2 separate regions of the Mus musculus genome follow, and region 1 is linked to region 2. A link is a contact called in public promoter capture Hi-C data. All regions are on one chromosome and are shown on one strand. Each heading gives the region's core, a stretch centred on a gene start, on an enhancer-like site or on the middle of the called end of the contact. The rest is flanking DNA. Distances are from core to core; before and after follow the strand shown.

Region 1 (4,303 bases), core at 1,475-3,974, 730 kb before region 2:
ACTGCTTTATACACCCTGAAACCCTCATCACTGGTAATTTACTTGTGATAATTCATACTGACAGATCTAGTCATTCAAGACAAACTCAGGGCATGTCTGTGGGGGAGTTTCTAGACTCAGTCACTCAAGGTGGAAAGGACAACACCGATGAGCACCATTCCATGGGCTGGGGTCCTAGGACAACTAAACAGAAGGAAGTGAATTGAGCACCTCTACTTAGAGCTTTGGCTGCAATGGGACCAACTGCCTGCAGCTCTGGATGCCACAATTTCTCAACCACAGTGGACTTTACCAACAAACTGTTAAGCCAAAATAAACCCTTTTTTTTTCTTAAGTTTGCTTTGTCAGATATTGTCACAGCAGTGTGAAAAGGAGCCAGCATTCTATTCACATGCAAACAATCCAGAGTTTATAGAATTCTCATCCTAGTGAGGACACTGACAGGTGAGAGAGGCTCTAACAGATAAAGTATCTGAGGTTACACAAAAGCTGAATCTTGAAAGGCAAGCTAGAGTTCAACGGTACAAGGGGAGTGTAACACATCTGGGACAGGGGAAAGCATCAACAAAGCAGAATTACAGCCACTTCACCTAGAGTGTAAATGACCATCCTGGCACGAAAACACACATCTCTTTAGCATTTTAATTACTGGAAAAAAGACTTCTTCAAACTATAATCTGGAAAGTCACATTCTCTTTTAGATAATGGTATAAGACTTTTGTTAGGATAATCTGACTTCTAGAAGACAGATCAATGTTAAAGTTGTACCAGAACTGAGTTTATGAGCTGGCCCAAGAGGACTAACAACAGTGGTAGGTAGGTGTGTCTGGGTGGAAAAAACACAAAATAAGGCTGGCTATCCTGTGAAACTCCCTGGGCAGCCAGCTCATCAGTCTATTCTCAGATCACATTATTATTACTGTTGTTGTCGTTGTTGGTTGTTGTTCCTGTTGTTTGTGTGTTGAGACAATTCCTTGGTATGTAGTTCAAGGTGGGCTCAGGTTCCTGACTGCTGGGACTATGGCCACATTAGTTCTTAACTAGTTGTAGTCAAATATAAAATCTCAACACATCAAAGACACACTAAAAATTATGTTCTTAAGACAGTCTCTCTCTCTCTCTAGCTCAAGCTTATCCAGCACCTGCCATCCTCCTGCTTGCTCTGTCTGCACCTGGCTCCCCCCTGGCAACTCTAGTTTGGTATATAAGGAGTTCCCAAATACTTAGCAGCTCTCAAACCATTCTAGAGTCCAACCAGGCTGTGGAATGCCCTCTTTACATCTCAAAAAGACCTGTAATCAGAGATTCCCCTACTGGGTTATTTTTTTTGAGACTCTATTTCACAGGATTTACTACTTACTAAACGATACGAAAAAAAAAAAGATAATGAAAACATTAATCACAGTTGCTATATAGACCACTTACTTGAAAATGTTTAAAAATTAATTCAGGATTGAAGTATAACTGAAAAGGTGTGATCAATTCCAACTGCTGAAATGGAAAAAGAGCTTCTTGAAGCCGATCAACCGCAAAACAAAATTTCATCATGAACCACGAAGGATGAGTAGATCTAATCATTTCTGTCCCTTGGAATACATTTCTGTCTTGCTTGTGACAGCTGGTAAGAGATTCTTTAGAATTTGCACAACCGTTTTGTATAAACACACAATGTCAGTTTGATGTTGCAATATTTGAGGATGCTATAAGGCAGGCGGGTGAGCATATTTTAGAGACAAGCCAACAGCATCTTTTACAAATCTGTGCGTCACGTGGTCACCACCTCAGCTAGGTGAGACAACTCGGAATAAGGGGTTTAACTAAGACCCTGCTACCATTAGGGATAGGTACAAGCGGCCAGACACTTATATCCATAGGCCGTCTTTTGAAAGATGTTTCCAGATAGCTCGAGATTTCTATACTCAATATAATAGTCTGTGAACCTAGCGGACCTCACTCCCACTAGTCACCTGGACCTCTCAGACACATTTTTGGGTGGGCGGCTCCCGCACTTCTGATTCACTACAGGTCTGGATTTCATTTGTCTGAAACTGACCTGGCCCTTCACGAAGGGGCACACCCTTCTCAGGTCACTGGCTTGGCACCCTTGGGAATATCCCAAACCCTAGAGTCAGCTCCGGATGTCTCCACCCACCCCTGGGACCAGACCCACTGGGCTTCTCCGCGGCCCAAACCCGTTTTCTGAAGACGCAGTCATAGCTAGCCTGGAAAAAGAGGATGTGGCGCCACAGCTGCTCACCACGGCCGCGGTGGTGAGGACGCAGGCGGTAGTATAGGCGCGGCTGACCGGCGGGATCTGCAGGTACTCCAGCCGGAGGCTCTGGTACGCCATCTTTCCCACCGCGCCTGCCCCCCTTCCCCTTCCGCCAGTATGCCAGGCGGCGGGGCGGACTCAAAGCTGGCCTTCAGCCTACCCACTCCTGTCCAATCAGCGCTGCGTACTCGGACAGCCACCAATCGCTGGCGCCTTGGGGCCGCTCACCCACCAATCAAGAGTTGCGCCTCTGCGTCGGTCCATCCTTACTTCTCCGCCTACCAACGCAGAGAGAAGGACCAGTTCCGTCCGCCAATCCCTGCCGGCCACAGCTAGCTTTCCCTCCTTGTCGCCTTCCTTTTACCAATCGCAGTGGCTCCTTTTGACCCACGGCTAGCCAATCAGGAGTGCGATCCAGCCCGCCTTGGCGTTCGTTCGCAGAGGCAGGTCTCAGTCGATTCGGAGGAGCCGGTGTTACCGCCTTCTTCCAGCCGCTGAGTGTAGCTTGAAGGAAGTGGCGGGAAGCCGGTGTGGGGCGGAATCCATCACTCCCGGGATCGCTTCGGTAGGGGCTGTGTGCTCTCCGAGGAGGAGCGGAAAGGGCGGGACCGAGGAGTGGCGTCGGGGCGGCGGAGCGTTCTGTAGGGAATCCCTCCGGTCTGGCCGGCCTGGGTACGGAGACCTAGAGTTCCCGGCATGCATCGCGGCCGCGGGGTAGTACGGGAGCTGGAGCTGAAGGAAGCGCTTCCCGTTCTGCGGTTTCTGGGCCTTGTCTGTGGCGGTCGTAGGCTCTGAAGTCCATTACATTCGTCGAGACGGTGTGAGGACCTCTCATGTTTATCTTCAGCCGCAGGAACTCTAATCTAGCAGAGAAGAGACGGTAGATGAAGGGAAAGCGGAGGCGGTTCTTCAGGGATGTGTATTCGAACTGGCTCTGGAATCTGCGCCTACTGCATGCTTACTTGAAGGAAAGAAAATAGAATTAGATTGGGCTGGAGCAAAGACTATCCTGACCGTGGCAGACGTGTTCAGTAAGTTATAAAGAAGCTTTAAAAATTGTGGGACAAAAAAATGCGACCGTCAAGACTGGTAGGAACCAAGTAAAAAGTTGGAGAGAATGGCATTTAGAAGGAAGACTAGAAAGCTGAAAGTAGTTGAACCGACCTGTGGCTCCTAGCCACTCTGAAGGCTGAAGCCAGAGGATTTGTTCCATCCTGAAGTTCTAGGCCAGTGTGGACAACGTAGAATGGGAGCAAACACTGGGGAGTGGTCTTAGCAACTTGTTGGTAAAACTGCATCTTTATAGCTACTGCCTCATTATAGCATTGGCAGTGTCCAACAGAGAAAAGGCAACATTGGAACTTTTCTCAAAACTGGAAGTTTGGATGTAGGTATTTGGTTATGTAATCATGGCGCATCAATCCAGGAATGGTGAAAACTTGGAGGCAAAGTTAGAGTGCAAACTTAAGAGAATTATAGGGTGCAAGTGGTCAGTTGATTGGGTAATTTGTAACAGATGACCAATCTATTCAGATAATGAAAATACAGTCTTTAGGAAAGTCATCTCAATAGAAACAACATATGTGAAGGTGGAAGGTGGAGGTAGTTTCAGTGTCCAAACAGTATGCGAAGCCATATGGTCTTAGTCTTCAAAATACAGTGTGGGTCTGGGAATCTCGTGCTAGAGTGCGTACTGGTATGTACAAAGGCCCTGGGAATACTCTTAGCTCTATAGGGAAGAAAAACAAGTTTATGACTACCAAATTCACAAAAGTTAGAGTATTGGTAGATACAAGAAGTTCTGGTCTACTCCAAGTGAGTGTAAAACAGCTTAGATATTCTGAGAATGTTTTGGCAATCTTTAGTGACATTATACATGCAAATAAAGTAACAAGTCCCCCAGAAGTTAGTATAGAAAAATCTCCATCATCCATCTGTTATGATTAGAAGATCAATTAATACCTCCAAGGCTCCTAGCAGTTAAAGTGAAAATGAAGACCTGTTTTGAGACCCTAGTTTGAAATATAAAGG
Region 2 (4,643 bases), core at 181-2,680:
AGCTGATAACAATGATTAAAGGCTATGCAGAGGATACTTTCTTTGCAGGCCTGGAATGCTGAGATAGCACAAAATCCCTCTGCTCCTACCCAAAACTCCCAAGGCTCCAAAGAGTTCAACCTTCATCCCCAGACCCAAGACTCTTCTGTGTAAACTTCAACAAGCCCTTTCCCCACCAGGGTGCCTTTCGACTGCACCGCCAGAAGCTTTCTACGGGTCCCCTTCCAAGCCCCACTGCTGCCCTGCACCTGTTGAAAGCCCACTTCTCTGAGTGGCTGAGCAGCTCTGCCCCTAGCGGAAGTTGGAAGTAAAAAACTTCCATTCAGGAAGTCCGTTAGAGCCACTGCCACCTGCTCCTGATGCCTCCTCTCATCCTGTCCCCAGCATCCAGCAGCCTCCAAGAACATCTTGGCTGTCAGTCTTGGGTGAGAACTATACCCACTGTTGTTTAAGGAAGAGCAGGGTAGATGCTGTGACTTGGGGGCTTCGAAAGGGGGAGCAGAGCTTCCCAGTGGGGTAAGTCTTTATTTAAAAGGAGGGCTGTATATAGACCTATGTGCCCCCCCTCTCTGTGGTGTGTGTGTGTGTGTGTGTGTGTGTGTGTGTGTGTGTGTGTGTACCAGTGAGGCAATGTCCCTTTACACTCTATATCAAGAAGGTCTGTCTCCCTGTGTCAATGTGGGCAGAGTGATAAGCTGCTGGCAGAACCCCAGGTGTGTAAGGAGATGGTGTGAGTATCTTTGCCATTTTGTAATTCTGTGGTACTGTCTCAAATTGTGTGTGTGTTTCTAGCAAGTGCTTGTTTCTGAGTGGCTGTGTGTCAAGGAGAGTTAGGTGAATGTGCCTAGCTCCCCCAGTATGGGACAGTAATCCAGTGTGTGCCTGGGTATTTACATTAGAGTGGTACAAATTTGTGTGGCTCTGTATGTGTGTGCAACTGTCCGTGTCCTAGCTTGCTTCTGAGTGAGTGGAGCAGAGTACAGAGTGTGTGAGTGTGGGTGTCTGGTGATTCAGTGTGTATTTGTATCAGCCACTGTGCGTCTGCCACCACGTCTGCATCTGAGTGTGGCGGCGTACTGCTGCGAGTGGCGATGCCCAGTGTATTCCTGTGTGCGTCTGGTGTGAGCACCATGGTGCGTGCTAGAGCCGGCTAGGCTGCAGTGGTAGGCTGTGGCTGGGCGGGTGCAACAGAGTGGTCAACGTCTTGTCTTGGCGGTGGCGAGTAGTGCGTGTCACCCGCGGTATGTGCGTTGTCTCGCAAGCCCGGACAGATCACCCACATACCTCCCGCCACGAAGCCAAGCTGCGACCCTTCCTGGGAGCCTAGAAGAGGGGGGTGCGCGGAAGCCTCTAGGACCCGGCGGAGGCCGGCCGCTGTCCCCGGGCCGCGCGAGTGAGCATGTGCAGACCGGGCGCCCGCTCGCCCGCTCTGCGCCCGCCACTCGCTGTACTCCGCGCCCGCGGCTCAGCTGGGCGCCCGCCCGCTCCGCCACTGCTCAGCGCGGAAGTCCGCAGCCTCGGGGAGCTGCGCGACGCGGGCCTGGGAGCGCGGGTGCGCTTGCTACAGGCGTCTGAGCTTTGGGCACTGCGGGCTGCGGGCTTGGCGCCCCGGAAGGCGGGTGCCCCAATCGGCTGTGATCGCTGGGTGAGTCCTGTCTTCGAGGTCTCCCAGCCAGGACCCTAGCACGGGCTGCGAGCCGGATCTACCCCCGCCCCGGGCAAACAAGTTTGTGTAGATGCGACTGGGAGCGCGCGGGGTTGCACCTGCTGGGGGCGCGGGGTTGCACCTGCTGGGGCGCAGGGCGCGCTGGCGAGGCGCCTTCCCGGGGCCGGCGCGCCAGGACCGTGGCGGATGTGTGGGTAGCATCTCACCACGTCTGGTCTTGGCTGGATGTGCACAGGCAGTTGCACCAGCCGCTTCTCCGCCGGAATCCCGGGGACGTCCGGTCTGACTCCCCGGTCGGGCTGAGGGCAGGTTTTGGGGTGCGCACAGCCTCCCTCCTAGGTGGAGACGTTCGTCAGAAGCTGCTCCCCCCTCTCTCGTTCCATTCCCAAGCTAGGCTTCCGGTCAGCGAAGGGTTTTCTCCGGTCTCTTGATGAACTTGAACACAGGCAGAGGCAAAACAGAAACGTATGTATTTTGTTGGAAGAAATTACCCGGTGTCGCGCTTTGCATCTTTCTAAGGTGTGGATGGAGACTCGTGGCTGGATGCTCTGTGTGCTGTTTTTCTTTGCTAGTCAGAAGCATCCCTGGCTGGGTCAGCTGCTTCAGGGTAACCTATCTAACTGCTTTTCTGGGTGTCTGTGCTCCGCTGATGGTCTTAGTCCTACCAGCTAGTCCACGGGGAGTCCGAATGGGAATAGGACCTCTGCCCCATCTGCTTGCTGACAGATTGGCAGTTTCCAGCACCCACAGCCCTACCTTGGGACCCGGCCCTCACTCTCCGTCGTAGGCTGTAGGCTACTTTTCAGACAAAATGAACAAACTCGGTACTCCCCTGTACTTTTGTCACCTCTTCTCTCCTGTTGCGAGAACAGTATTCTTATATCTACGGACCAGCTTTGGTAGGAACCCATACGTGGGGTTCAGGAACTCAACATCAGATACGGGAAGTGAGGGCTGTAAGGATTGTAAGAATAAGAGGAGCTTTATGCTGGGCTGGGTGGCTCTTTCTGTAGACAGTATCCTCACTTGGTGGCTATCTAACTGAATGACTACACGTGCTGGCCAGAGAGCTAGGGAGAGCTTTCTTTGTGTAGGTTTGGTTTCTTCCAAGCATGACCTCCTACCACACATATATTCTTAACTGAAATCCCTCAAGAAGATGCCTGTGGGGAGGGGCTGCTAAGCCCCCAGGTTCAGGGAAGAGCCAGGCATCTTCCTTTGTAGTGGTTGAGGGCAGCTTGGCCAGCTACCAAGCTGGGGGTAGTGGGTGCAACTGTCCCCTTATCTCCCTGACATCATGACTACTCCCAGCCATCCCAAAATTGTCCCATCGATCTTTGGAGGAAACTTATCTTGGGGTGAGGAGATCCCTCTTTTCAACGGGCACTGAAGTCCCTGGCATAGACAGTACTGTCCTATGCTTTGACCAGAAGTGGAGAGCAACTTGGATTTAGACAGCAGATGAGACCCCTGTCCTTTTCTTCTATCTGCCTCCCCCAGCAGGTGGCACCTTCTGGGCCATCATTTGGCCTGCTGCTAAATGTGAGCCTCAGCCTGGCTAGTTCAACCCAAAGACTGCAGCGCTAGTCAGCGAGTCTCACAGATGGTTCTTGTAGAATCACTGAGCAGAGCCTGGGAACCCACAGCCTCCAGGTCCAGGCTGAGCCATATGTGAGCAGGGACTGATGGGAGAGCTGCACTTCTCTTTGCAGATACTCCTGGCTTGTACTCTCATCTAGCTCCATCCTGGCCAGTTTTCCTGAGACCAGCTCTCTTTGAAATTAAGACCAAGTACTTGGGGGCAGCTCAGCATTTAAACCTTGGGGGTCTATGTCCATACAACAGGAGTGGGAGTCATACTCACAGGTGGCATCCCAGTATCTGATCCAGGCTGGTCTGGAGGTCAGCACTGCTTATTTGGGGGGCATGACCTAATCTTTCTCTGGACCTCATAATTTTGTTTTCTCTCTCTCTTCCCTAATTTCTCCACACCTTGATTTCAATAGCCACCATGTCAACCTGTATCTAAAACACAATCCCTATGTGTCCCTTTGAGGGGCCATGGTCAGGGAGAAACTCTACACGTGTACTTTCTTTTGGAGGGAATAGAAGTGAATGGCAATTGGGCTAGATTTGTTCTGCAAATCTTACAATGCTGTGTGCCTCTGTATCAAGGCTCTTCCTCTTCGCTGGGATGGGAGCTTCCTCCCAAAAGGTGACTGCCTTGGTCTGAAGGGACCAAGAGTAAGGAAGGACAGGGATGCACAAGGTGTCTTGGGCCATCTCCCATAACTCGAGTCCCTGTCCTTTGGCAGGAAAGGAACCAGAGAAAGACAGGGCTAACCGACTCACCTATCCAGACTTATCCAAGTCCCTGAAATACGTTGTAACATCTACTTAACCTGTTGCGTTCTGCACAAGGCCCAAGACCACGCGCAGGGACTCACCGTTAATGGGAGAATCATGGAGGGAGATGAACCAAGTAGGGTGCTGATTTGAAGGGGTTGTGACTGGCTGTGCTGTGAAGGATTGGGCCCTGGGTCAACCAAATAGAGAGGGGGAAATCCCAGCTGCATGTGGCACTCCATCTGACACTGGGGCCATGTGACAGCCAAGTGATGCCACACACTTGGAATCAGAAAGCTGGAGTTCCGACTAGCACTAGCCATTTATCTCTGTTCCAGTTAATTAGCCCCCAGTGTTTTACCTTTTGCCTCTATGTAACAGTGATAATGACTCATAAATTAACGTCATGGGCCTGTGGGAAGATCACTCATTCATTTGTTTATCTGCTCATTCATGTCACACACTTGGTTGTATGTGAAACCACGTATAACCTCTAATGTGACATCTATAACTTTAGTGTTCATAAGGACTTCAGCCTTGAGTCCACTGAAGGTTATGTACCCCATTTGCATTGAAAGGAATTTGACCTTAGCAATGCTATTTTTACTATTTGTGATTGACAGATCATCAT

The links. Promoter capture Hi-C pulls out the DNA fragments that hold promoters and counts their contacts.
Region 1: a promoter capture Hi-C map of stem cell-derived epiblast-like cells shows a contact between it and region 2, with 3 times the contacts expected there. The contact joins the promoter of Mis12 here to the promoter of Wscd1 in region 2. A contact is called at or near these places in 4 of 39 promoter capture datasets (cranial neural crest, embryonic stem cells, hippocampal neurons and 1 more), 1 of 484 Hi-C or Micro-C datasets (embryonic stem cells) and 1 of 115 datasets of contacts at active chromatin or transcription factors (astrocytes).

The regions. Positions count from the first base shown.
Region 1 is chr11:71,016,887-71,021,189 of GRCm38.p6, forward strand. Mis12 (MIS12 kinetochore complex component) reads left to right here and starts at 2,725. Exons shown (of 3, transcript NM_025993.3): 1 at 2,725-3,303. It overlaps Derl2 (Der1-like domain family, member 2), which reads right to left and starts at 2,417. Exons shown (of 7, transcript NM_033562.4): 1 at 2,258-2,417; 2 at 1,426-1,491. The coding sequence starts at 2,350.
Region 2 is chr11:71,749,585-71,754,227 of GRCm38.p6, forward strand. Wscd1 (WSC domain containing 1) reads left to right here and starts at 1,431. Exons shown (of 9, transcript NM_001357965.1): 1 at 1,431-1,645.